3 separate regions of the Mus musculus genome follow, and all the other regions are linked to region 3. The links are chromatin contacts, called in public promoter capture Hi-C maps. All regions are on one chromosome and are shown on one strand. The core of a region is the stretch at or near the end of the contact, and the rest is flanking DNA. Distances in the headings are between cores, read along the strand shown.

Region 1 (4,334 bases), core at 1,433-3,932, 1.0 Mb after region 3:
CTAACCCCTATAGCTCCCCAGGTTTCCATCTTGTCCCCCAAACTCACCAGGAGGGCATCACCATCTTCATGTTGAGTGTCACAGGGATCCTGGGCCTGGGGAGGGAGGGCCAGAACATCTTAGGAAGGATAAAGCATCCATCAGTTGAGAGTCTGGGAATGGGCAGAACTGCCCTTGGGGAACCCTCCCAGTGGGCAAGCCCTGTGTTTCAAGTGTTGCCAGGCAACCTGCCACGTGGGGCTGGAGGCTGTGGTTGGGGCATCAGCGGTAATGATGGAGAAGCAGAGACCAAGGCTCAGTGACGGGGGTCCAGCTCAGGGTGAGTACTTGGGGAAAGGCTCCTTTTAGGAGGTCTTGGGTCGAGGGAGCTTCTCGGGGAGAAGCAGAACTAGAGCCCATTCCTAGGGCTTCTAGAGCCAGGACTGATATGGCCAGACTGCTCCGAGCCCAAGCCCCAGGAGGCAGCTGATGAAGACAACAGGTCTAGGACCAGAGGACAACCCCCGCCCCTGACACTCCTCTCTAGCTGGGGTGACACTCACGCATGGGGACAGATGTACTTGACATGAGGAAGCCGGATGGTGGAGAGGGCGTCAGCCCAGCTGTGCCTGTGGGAAGGAAGAAGAGACGATGGTGTAGGACAAAGGCCCTCCAGCTCTACCCAATGAAGGAACGGCCGCCCCTCAGCTCACTCACCCTGTGTCTCCAAGTCCATGTAAAAAAATAACCTGGGAAAAAAACAGTCAGAAATGAGACAGGCAGGTCCCCCTTAGACCTCCCACTCCAGCTTACCACTCCCCCAGCCCCTCAGACCCAGAGGATCCGGGGTGGGAGCCAACAGATGATTAACCCTTCTAGCTTCAGGCTAAACCCTTCTCATATAGCCTCCTCCATGTTTCCCACATTGCCCAAAGCCAGCCGTCACCCACCACCTGGCTGGCCCCTTACCGCGGCCGTTTCCCGCTCAGCTCCAGACACGGTGGCTGCGTCGGTGAGCAGGGGCACAGACATGGTGTTACCACACATACACTGCAGGGCTTCCTGCAGGCTGGGCCTACACAAGAGAAGGTAGTCGTAGATTAGAAGCAAAGCCAGGGGAGAGAAGCCTTCCTGGTTTAAGAAGCCCGCCCGGAGGCCTTCAGCCTTGGGCAGTAACAGGGGTTTGATTCTGAGCAGAGAGAAAGTAAAGGCAGAAAGAAATCTCAGGCAGAGGGGTAGAAAGTTGGCCCCAGGGAACCGGAGAGAGATGGTTCAGCGGTTAAGAGCCTTGGCTGCTCTTCCAGAGAACCAGGGTTCAATTCCCAGCACCCACATGGCAGCTCGCAACTGTCTGTAACTCCAGTTCCAGGGGATCTGACATCCTCATACAGCCATACATGCAGACACAACACCAAAGTGCATAAAACCAAATAATTAAAAAAAGAAAGAAAGAAAGGAAGGAAGGAAGAAAGGAAAGAAAGAAGTCTCCATCCCAAGGCTGAGAAGGAGAACTTGGTCTAGAACTGGCACGCCTGGTTTCTGACCCAATCCCAAAGCCTAAGCATGGTACAGGTGGGCTGGCACTGGGTTTAGGGGTTGGAAGTGTAGGGGCAAGGGAAGGCAGGGTGGTCCCTGTAGCCTTCCCCCTATGTCTCCGAAGGCTAACTGCATCTTTCCAAGGTCTCAGGTGTCCCTTTCCTGGAATTCCCCTTCCCTGAGTCCTGCCCCTAGAGAGAGCTGGAGGAAAACCGCTGGAAACAGGCTTTCAGTCCCACCCACATCCCATCTTATCCATCTTCCCTCTCCTCCCCTCCTATCCAGCCCCTATCCAGTCTTCTCAGCTGTCTGGCTCAGTAAGAAATTCCCGAGGCCTCTGGAAGCCACCCATGTCCCATGAGAGCCAAACTCCTTTCTGCCATCTTCTACCAAAAACTGGTGCTCTAAGCTTTCCCAGTTCCACAAGGCTACCTGCTGTTGCTGCTGTCACTGACTCCAAACGGGTCCCCAAATGAACAGGTGTTGGGACTCCCAACACAAAAGAATATCAGGCTGCCTGGCCCCTCCCCATCCTTAGCATCCTCCAAACTCCGGAAGCTTGTGCTACCTGCCTCTGAAGTGTCTTAAGGGCGCCCCGCCCTCCCGCTGGCTCCCACCTTCCAGCTCTGACCCTGACTGCCCCTCCTCACGGTAGGATGATCACATAGCATCTTTCCACACCTCTGACTCTGGGGTTCCTCTTTCCACAGGGAATGCACCTGACACCCTAAGCTAGGATCCCCTTCCTTCTAAGCTCTGGGGACTCCCACTCCACCCGGCTCCCACTCTCCAAAGGATGACCGTCGTCTCCCATTCTCCACAGTGGGAACTTGGGTTCTGAGCCAGGGTCATCACATCCCTACGGTGGCATTTGCTGCCTTGCCCCACGGCTCGCACCTGCCCACAAAGGGGCATTGACCCTGGAAAGCCTCCGCCCCACAATGGGGTCTCCCACTGCCCAGCGCGCAGCCGCTCTCCCGCCACGCGCGCAGCCCCTGGCCCGGCCGTCCCGGGACTGGACAGCGCCCTCCGGCCACTCCCCACCGCCACCCCGGGACCCTCGCAGCCTCGCTGAGCGAACGCCTGGATACCTCACTCCCAGTGGCTTCCGAGACCGTTCGGGCGATTCTCCCCTTTCTCCCGCACAGGCACACACTCTTCCCCCTCGGCCGCCCCCGCCGGAACTTCCGTTCCAGTCCCGGGAACCCAGCCATCCTGCTGCCGGAAGTAGCCCGGCCAGCAGTACGGAACCCGGAAGCGAGTCCGGCTTTCCAGGTAGAAGCTGCCATGTTGCCCACAGTGGGACCACTCCCTGTGATGCGACGCTGCCACCTACAGCGTCTGGACATGGCACTGGATTCCCAGATGTCCTACCAGCTAAGCCCTCCTGGTGGACCTGCGTCCTGGAGGAGAGGCATTCCTCAGTATTGTTTAGCATAAAGTTAGCCGTCTTCCCATCCCCGTGGAGCAGGGTGCACTTCCAGGTGTGGTCTTGGATGTTCCCCACTGTCTTGTTTCATTAAGATACAGTTCACTGCTTAGGTCTCCAGTGCGCAGTATCGTATGCTTAGGTAGTGAAATGGTTACTTTAGTGGAACTCTGTGAAGTCTCAGAGATTGGCTTCCCTCTCAAAACTGGTGAATGCTTTTAGCCACACGTCTCCTGTCGTACTTTAGATTTGTCTCTTTATTCGTCTTGCTTCTTGTTTACCCTCCATACTGTTTCTCAAGCTGTAGCATTATACACCCTGACCTGAAAAGACCTGAGTTCACCCCGTCCTCCACTCTTATCTTTAAAGATGAGGAAGCTAAGGCTTGGGGAAGGAAGTAAATATATATCGACCTCAAGATTACACTGTGATCTCTCTTTCCTGACCGGCTTCCTCAGCTATAAAATGATAATAACCACCTGCTATTTCATCACTTTGCTGTTAAGCTTCAAGGAGGCCACGTAAACTTGCTTTGAACACTAAAATCACAGTGTGAGAGGCCTTACCCACTTGAAGAAGGACCCTGGGAAAGTCCGTAGGCCGTATCAGGATACTGACACACTGGCAGGGTTGGCTCGGCACTGTCCTTGACAAGTGATGCCTTGCAGGCTGCACAAAATGCCACCAGCTGTGAGCTAAGAACAAAAGGGCTTCATTTGGTCACCACTGAGTCACACTGGTAAAGTGAAAATTGGACTTGGAGTCCAGGCTGAGAGACAAGCTGAATTGAAGGACTGAATTGTAGAGAACCTTTAGGGACCAGAAAACAGGAAATGAGTCACAGGGGTCCCCTCAGCTGCAGAGGACTTCCAGATTAACCTACACTAGTTTTTTTGTTTGGTTTTGTTTTTTTCCCACCCTGCGAACCCAAAGCAATACAAGCTTGGGCAATCAACAAAAACACCTCCCTCCTGACAGAGAAGCAGCTTGTTCTTGTATTCAGGTCATGGGATGGTGCTTAGAATATGGAGATCAAGGGACCACAGCAAGCCAAAGACCTAGAAACGGATATCACAAAAGAAAGAGGAATAAAAACCGAGAAGAAAGCAACACAGCTAACCAGCCCCAGTGCCTGCAGAACCCTGCTGGGTTGGTCCGTGGATGAATACAGCCCCTGTACTTTCTTCACATGAGCCACAGTGGCAAGTGACGCTTCCAATCTTCAGGCTCAGTTCCAGGAGCTACCTGTGAGCTACAAATGAGCTAGTGGAACAAATGAGCTAGTATTGTAATGTGTTGGGTGTTGCGTGTGAATGACATGCATCCATGTTTTGAGCACACGTCAGAGTACGAACTCAAGACATCAGTCCTCAGAGCTGGCTACATAGAC
Region 2 (3,859 bases), core at 814-3,313, 1.1 Mb after region 3:
AGCAAAAGCTAAGTCATCTCCCAGTAAGGTCTCTAACAAGTGAGCCTAGAGGCTAGATGAAGGCAGAGTGAATACATAGTTAATTTACACTTAAAACACCAAAATCCAATAGCAGGAATCCCAAAAACACAGGTGTGGAATCAGCCTTTTGGCTAATAATGGTCTGGAAGCAAGATTTGGTTGCAAATTCAATACTGCTCTATAATCATCTTGCCACTTCACAAACCTGTGAGAGCTTGCTATGTTAAAAGGAGGTTGGAAAGCCAGCGTGCAGGCTTGCAATTTTCTCTTTGCAGTCAGCGTGTTTCTGAATATCAACGTTTCAGGTCCTTTGCACAGGGGTCTCTCAACAGTTTCCTCACCTCTCTCTTCACAACACATTCAGTTCTCCCTCCCCAGTGGGTACAGAAGCCAAGAGCTCACATAGCTGCTACTGAAATACATCCCCAGCCCCAAGGTAATTTTCTCTCTGGGAAATGAAAAGCCAAATTAGGGCTGTCAGAGGTAGAGGCCTTGCCTACTAGTGTTAGCATATGAGTCCCTGCCAATAACACCAAACACAACAACAACAAAAACCACCAAACACCCTTTTAAATAATTATTAGGAGTTTAAGAAAATTTACTTAACCTTTTTCTAACTTGACATTTCATGCACAAATAGACCATTCCAAAATTTAAATTCTAATGGGGGAAAAAAACCCTACAGATATTATATTACATGGAGGATTTTTATTTTTTTTAACCTGATGGCAGAAACAACAAAATGAGGGTGGTTACTTTAAGGTCAGTCACAAATCTTATAGTGTTCAGAAAGACAATCTGGGACTTGGAAATAATGACCATTTATTAGATGCCCACAAAGGGTTATTGTAAAAAGAACTTGTAAATATGTCTGACCAAAGGTCCCCAAGGCCTCCAAAGAAAGTAAAACACAAGACAATTGAAACATTTACGTTTTCGCTGACTTATAACAACAGCTTCTGAAGAAGTGTATCTCTGAGCTAAAGGAGGGTAGTTAAAAAGTGGCCCGGAGGTTGAGAGGTAGTGACCCAACTAGGAACAAGAAGAGTGAATGGGGTCCCTGACTGGAAATTCTGATGGTGATTAACACTTATAAAGAGCACTTGGGTCTAGCTGGTATTTCAGGAAGAAACTAGAGAAGGGACAGGTCGAGCAGAGAACTCCTCCAAAGTCCCGAGCTGGTGCTGGCTAGGAACCTAGATTGCATGTGTAAGTCCGCTCGCTGTCTCCCTCCACCACTTCCTCTTCCACTCAGCTCGCTGGACACTTCACCTTTTAGGAACCTCAGGCCCAGGCTAGAATGCTGACAAGCCATGTCACACCCTTTGGTGTTTTCGGCTAGAGACTACAGTGAAAACGATTCTAATTCCCACCATACCCTCTTCGTAGAGCTCAGAGAAGCCTAGACACCCGGGGGACCGCGAGGGGATACAATGTATTTAAAAAGTAACAGTTTCTAAAAAGGAGCAACAAAGTAGTTAAGTGCAATTAAACATGGTTGCTCATCACAGCCTGGTCCCACCTTCCAGTATGTCAGAGCGGAGTTAACACGCTCACGCCCTCATCCAGGACCCGAGCTCCAGGAGCAGAGCTCGAAAAACCCCAAGGCGTTCCCCGTTTTCTCGGCTAAAGGGCAGGGTACAGCACAGGGGTCCTCGAGCCGCAGGACCCCCAAGCAGCGGACGGAGTCGCTCGGCTGCAACGGGGAAACAGCTGGCGCGGCTGCCCGAACCCCGGGGAGAGCCGCAAGGCCCGGCCGCCCCTCCAGTCCTCAGCCCCCAGCCGGGGTGCGCCCGCCGGCCGCGAACTCCCCACTGCCCCGCGCCGCTCCGTGGGGCCTGGCTCCGGGTCGGAGGAGAACCCCACTGCGCCCTGCCCGCGACCGTTACAGGGCCCGCGCCGCGCCCAACGCCCGCCCGCGCCGCCCGCCCGCCCGCCGCTCACCTTCTTGGGGTCCGGGTTCGCAGCCAGGCGCGCCTGGAGCTTCTCCACAACTTGGAGCGCCGACTCCGCCGCCATCGCTGTCACTGGCGCGGCCTCCTCGCCGGAACTGGGCTCGCGTCGCGTCCTCGGGCCGCAACTCCGCCCTCCGTGAGGGCCCGGCGGAGACGGAAGCGCGAATGGTCCCTTCCGGGCCTCCGCTGGGGGTGTGTGTATGTGTGGAAGGCCTCAGGACCCGCCCCCGCGCCAGACCACGCCCACTATATCACGGCGATCTGTCGAATACAGCACAGGTCACGCCCCCGACACGCCCAACCCAGAGCCACGCAACCAGCCACGCCCCCAAGCCTGTATTCTGCAAGCCAAACTCTGGCTTTAACTCTCACGCACCGCCTTTCCAGTCATACGCTCGTTTTCGCCTAAGGGTGGGTGGAGTCAGTGATCAGGGTCCGACGCGGCTCCAGGGACCCTTGGAGTGGAAGGAAAGAACTGACTCAGGTAAATTATCTGACTTCCACCTGCAAGCTGTGACACACCCTCGCAATAAAAGAAATCGTGTAATTTTAAAGTAACTTAACGGTATTGTAATTTTGGGAAAGCAATCCAGGCTGTCTGGTTTCAAGGCAATTTGAAACACTAGAAATAAAAATAATAACACATTATTAACCACCTTGTCTGCAAAATCAGAGAGCAGCCCCTTTTATTAGACTGTTCATGTGACATTCTTTTCTTTTCTTTCTTTCTTTCCTTTCTTTCTTTCTCTCTTTCTTTTTATTTCTTTTCTCAAAAAGGATTTCTATGTGTAGCCTTGGAGGTCCTGGAACTCACTCTGTAGACGAAGCTAGCCTTAAACTCACAGAGATCCACCTGCCTCTACGTCCTAAGGGCCAGGATTAAAGTTGTATGCCACCACCACCTGGCTCCATTTAAAAATAAATTAAATCATAATGAATAAAAAGTCATAATATATTAAAAACCAAACTGAACTACATGAGATTCTGTCAGAAAAGAGCCGCTGGGCGTGGTGGTGCACGCCTTTAATCCCAGCACTCGGGAGGTAGAGGCAGGAGGATTTCTGAGTTCAAGGCCAGCCTGGTCTACAAAGTGAATTCCAGGACAGCCAGGGCTATACAGAGAAACCCTGTCTCGAAAAACCAAAAAAGAAAAAAAGAAAAGAAAAGAGCCAGGCAGTGGTGATGCATGCCTTTAATCCCAGCACTTGGGAGGCAGAGGCAGGTGGATTTCTGAGTTCAAGGCCAGCCTGGTCTACAGAGGGAGTTCCAGGACAACCAGAGTTACACAGAGAAACCCTGTCTCAAAAAACCTGTATATCCCTGGCTGTCCTGGAACTCACTTTGTAGACCAGGCTGGCCTTGAACTCAGAAATCCACCTGCCTCTGCCTCCCAAGTGCTGGGATTAAAGGTGAATGCCAAAAATAAATCTTTTAAATAAGAAAGAATAAATGTTGAGGCATTGTCTCAGTAGGTAGCCTTGGCTACCCTGGAACTAGTTATATAGCCTGAGCTATATAGCCTTGGCCTGCCTCCAATTCACAACAATCCACCTGCCTCCGCCTCCGCCTCCGCCTCCGCCTCCGCCTCCGCCTCCGCCTCCGCCTCGGAGTGCTTGGATTAAACCAATTGACATCCAGGCCAAAAACCATCCCCCTAAAAATAAAACTTTATAAACATAGAGTCCAGAGAGATGGCTCAGTGGCTAAAGAGCTTACCAGATAATTGGCTGATGGCTGAATTTTATCCTTGGGACCATCCTAAAGGTGGGAGGAGAGAATTGGCTATCCTCTGACCTCTGCACACTCATCCTGGCATTCTGGCACATATGAATCTCTCTCTCTCTCTCTCTCTCTCTCTCTCTCTCTCTCTCTCTCACACACAC
Region 3 (4,039 bases), core at 1,322-3,821:
GCTGGGGATGTAGCTCAATTGGTTAGAATGCTTCCTGAGTTTCTGTGAACCCAGCATCAGTAACAGTATTTTAGCCCTTCTGGAGGCAGCCCAGGGGCCACATACACAAAGGCAAATTTGCTTTTCTTTTTTTCTTTTTGGGTTTTACTGTGCTTTGAGTAAGGATATACATAGCCATGGCTGTCCTGGAACTCATTGTAGATCAGGCTGGTCCTGAACTGGCCTTGAGATCCTCCTGCCTCGACTGTCCTTGTGCTGTTAGTAAAGGTATGAGCCACTGTGTCTGGTTAAGACCACCCAAAGAGTATAGGTGGCAAGAATGCCCCTATCTATCATTAGCATGCAATTGGACTCAGCATCCTTTGAAAACAAAGATTCACCCTACAGAAAACTTAAAAATCCAATCATCTAGATGTGTATTCCTGGTCACATCCCTTTCTTTGGCCGTTCTTTAAGGTAGCAGTGAATCAGTCTATTTCATATAGCCTTGGATGTCCAGGCTTGCCTCTAACCCCTCAGGTTCTGGGATTAAGGGTGTGGGGCACCATACTTGGAATTTTTTTTTTTTTTTTTTTTGATTTTCGAGTCAGGGTTTCTCTGTGTAGCCCTGGCTGTCCTGGAACCCACTCTGTAGACCAGGCTGGCCTTGAACTCAGAAATCCGCCTGCCTCTGCCTCCCAAGTGCTGGGATTAAAGGTGTGCGCCACCATGCCTGGTGAGATTTTGTTTTTTAAAGGAGGAATGAGGAGCTGGAGATGTAGCCTAGTTGGTAAATATCCAGCAAGGTATAGAACATATGTGGTAGTGCAGGTCTGTTATCCCAGAACTCTGGAGGTAGCAGTCAGGATCAGAAAATGAAGATTAGCTGAGGCTAATGAGGGCACAGGTATTTCATCCCACGAGAGGCAGTAGGATCTCTGAATTCAAGACCAGGATGGTCTTCAGTGAGTTCCAGGACGGGCAGACAGTATAGGGAGACTCAAGAAACAAAGACATATTAAAAGTGATTCAGAGGACGACAGTGACAGCAACTGAAGGTGGTGACAGATTTGTCAAGGCATATTGAGTATATGCTAGTTTACATATAAAATTGCAATTATAGAAATGAAACATCTCTGACATGAGAAGATAATCACAGGATGGAGATGGCTCAGTGGTTGAGTGTGGGCTGCTCTTGTAAGAGGCACCGAGTTTGGTTCCTGGCACACATTTTATCAACTGCCTGAAACTAGTCCCAGTAGATTCAAAGCCTGGCTGCTACACTGAAATGCACAGACTGGAGAGATGGCTCAGTAGGTAAGAGCACTGGCTGTAGTGGAAAGATGTTTCCATCCCAGAACCCACATGGTGGCTCAGGACCACCATAACTCTAGTCTGACCTCCGTCGGCACCAGGCATGCAGGTGGTGCATATATGGATGCAGGCTAAAACCCCATACATAAAAAAAGAAATAGGCCGGCTGTAACTTCCTCATTTAGAGGTATGTATTGCCTTCCATTTGATTTGTGGGGATTTTGTGTGCTAGTTAGACTCAACTCACCTGCCTCACTTCTTCCAGCCAAGTAACTCACTCATTTCTTTTAATCCAGAGACAGGATTTTTCTTTTCTTTTCCTTCCTTTCTTTCTTCCTTCCTTCCTTCCTTTCTTTTTCTTTCTTTTTTTTGGTTTTTCGAGACAGGGTTTCTCTGTGTAGCCCTGGCTGGCTGCCCTGAAACTCACTTTGTAGACCAGGCTGGCCTCGAACTCAGAAATCCGCCTGCCTCTGCCTCCCAAGTGCTGGGATTAAAGGTGTGTGCCACCACTGCCAGGCGCAAGCCAAGTTTTATTAAGCTTGAGAAGTAGCTTCCTACAGGGGAGGGGGACTCAAAAGAGAATTGCCCACAGTTTACATTTTTTTCTTGCCAGTGCTTAAGCTTTTAGATATCCCATGTCTTATAGCACTGGCTAGCCTAGAAGTCACTGTGTAGCCTTGGCAAGCCTCATACTTGATATTCTCCTGCCTCCACCGGCTGAGACGCTAGGAGAATGCCACCACAGCCGATTTGTACCCAGCTATTTTTACACGTGGGATGGCTTTTTCATTTCTAAAATTAATTAGTCGTCGATTTTGAAAGGTACACGTTTCATATATCCCTGTCTTATTCCCGAATTATCTTAGTGACCTTAGTAGTTGCTCTGGTGCTGGAATGTGAGAGTGAACGATATGGGGCCCGCCCTGCTCTTCTACAGTTAGTAACATCAGCAAATTATCTACTCTATGGAAGGGACTTAATGCGGATTAAATTCAAGAGAGACAAGGTTCTTTAGAGCTGGTGACAGGATACGCAGTCCCCAACCAGGCGTCCCATTCTATGTGGTGACAGGTTCGGAGCACTTCCTCATCCTTGTCGTCCCTCCCGGGCCCCGCCCCCGCCCCGCCCCGTTTGCGCCTGCGCATAGCCATACCACGCGTCAGTCCCTCCCACTAAAAGGAGCGTGAGAGGCCGGAAGAAACTGACGCCATCGGGAAGGCTTGAGTCTGGGCCGCGGGCCAGAGGCCGCCGGAAGTGCTCAGCGTTGTTGACGGAAGTAGAGAGAAGGCTGTAATGGCGGCTGTGACTGAAGTTGTGGTGAGTATCACCGGCTTCGCGTAGGTGTCAGTCCGGGAGACGCCGGGGCTGAGGACATGGGTGGGATCCGGGTGCGGCTCCCGGGGAGACCAGGGTGCCGGGCCCAGGCCTGGGCCGTGGCCCCTGGCAGACGCCGAGCCTGAAGCCGGTTATGATCGCAGGTCCCCGCGGATGGCGCGGAAGCCAGGCCCTTGGCGGCCGAGGAGCTGGCGGCGCAGAAGCGGGAGCAGAGACTACGCAAGTTCCGTGAGCTGCATCTGAAGCGGGTGAGTGGCGGGGCTGCGGGCCAGGCTGGCAGTAGGGCTGGAGGAGCAGGAGGAGGAAGGCGCACCACGCACCAGATCTCCGGACCCGGCGTCCCCGGGACCAGATCTCCGCCCGCCGGTGGGTCTGGACTCGGGTTGAGATCGCTTTGACACACGTCAAAAGCCCCACCCGCCTGCTCCACCCGGCCACACCCACATTACCGGGTGTACCTTAGGTTTTTCCTCTTGTTCCATGATTCTTCGTTTTTCATCTAGGGAAATAATTGGTTAGAAATAGTAATCAGACCTTTCTCACCTTAAAAACAGCGAGCACACACTTTCCCTTTTCTCCGAGTTCAGACTCAAAAAAGTATAACTTATTTCCCATCTCTTGTTTGGATGTCTACTCAAATCGTAAGCATGGCTGGCGAGTCACTCTCAACATTAGCATTCTTTCCCAGAAGCTAGCTCCCTCTCACTTCTTTATGTGACTGCTTGGTCATCTGACCCTTTTTCTGAACCTGCTTGTTTTCTTGGACTATAATTCAAAAGGCATGCTATATCTTCTTACTGTCTCCCTTCTAGCACCTGCCAAGATTTTCAGCCTGCTTGACTTGTTTTTGTCTTGATCTCTTTTTTTTTTAAAGATTTATTTATTTTATGTATGTGAGTACACTGTAGCTGTACAGATGGTTGTGAGCCTTTATGTGGTATTTGGGGATTGAATTTAGGACCTCTGCTTGCTCTGGTCACCCCTGCTCTCTCCGGCCCAAAGATTTATTTATTACAAAAATTACTCTGTAGCTGTCTTCAGACATACTAGAAGACAGTGTGAGATCCCATTACAGGTGGTTGTGAGCCACCATATGGTTGCTGGGATTTGAACTTGGGACCTTTGGAAGAGCAGTCAGTGCTCTTACCTGCTGAGCTATCTCTCCAGCTCCTGTCTTTTTTTTTTGAGACAGGGTTTTTCTCTGTATAGTCCTGGCTGTCCTGGAACTCACTCTGTAGACCAGACCAGGCTGGCCTCAAACTCAGAAATCCTCCTGCCTCTGCCTACTACCAAGTGCTGGGATTAAAGTGCCCAGTCCAGCCCCTGTCTTGAATAAAGTGTTTCTTGGGCTGGCAAGATGACTCAGTGTTAGAGGCCCTTGTACAAGCCTGGCCACCTGAGTTTGACCCCT

What was found. Promoter capture Hi-C pulls out the DNA fragments that hold promoters and counts their contacts.
Region 1: a contact with region 3 is called in a promoter capture Hi-C map of liver, with 3 times the contacts expected there. The contact joins the promoter of Lypla2 here to the promoter of Syf2 in region 3. A contact is called at or near these places in 6 of 39 promoter capture datasets (cranial neural crest, erythroid cells, hippocampal neurons and 2 more), 1 of 484 Hi-C or Micro-C datasets (B cells), 3 of 115 datasets of contacts at active chromatin or transcription factors (embryonic stem cells, pancreatic cancer cells and thymic regulatory T cells) and 1 of 9 other capture datasets (liver).
Region 2: a contact with region 3 is called in a promoter capture Hi-C map of liver, with 4 times the contacts expected there. The contact joins the promoter of Eloa here to the promoter of Syf2 in region 3. A contact is called at or near these places in 2 of 39 promoter capture datasets (hippocampal neurons and liver), 1 of 484 Hi-C or Micro-C datasets (B cells) and 1 of 9 other capture datasets (liver).

Annotation. Positions count from the first base shown.
Region 1 is chr4:135,969,912-135,974,245 of GRCm38.p6, forward strand. It overlaps Lypla2 (lysophospholipase 2), which reads right to left and starts at 2,683. Exons shown (of 10, transcript NM_011942.1): 1 at 2,607-2,683; 2 at 949-1,054; 3 at 697-728; 4 at 543-608; 5 at 48-95. The coding sequence starts at 1,026.
Region 2 is chr4:136,019,586-136,023,444 of GRCm38.p6, forward strand. It overlaps Eloa (elongin A), which reads right to left and starts at 2,064. Exons shown (of 11, transcript NM_013736.4): 1 at 1,966-2,064. The coding sequence starts at 2,040.
Region 3 is chr4:134,928,409-134,932,447 of GRCm38.p6, forward strand. It overlaps Syf2 (SYF2 homolog, RNA splicing factor (S. cerevisiae)), which reads left to right and starts at 2,572. Exons shown (of 7, transcript NM_026780.3): 1 at 2,572-2,610; 2 at 2,772-2,876. The coding sequence starts at 2,587.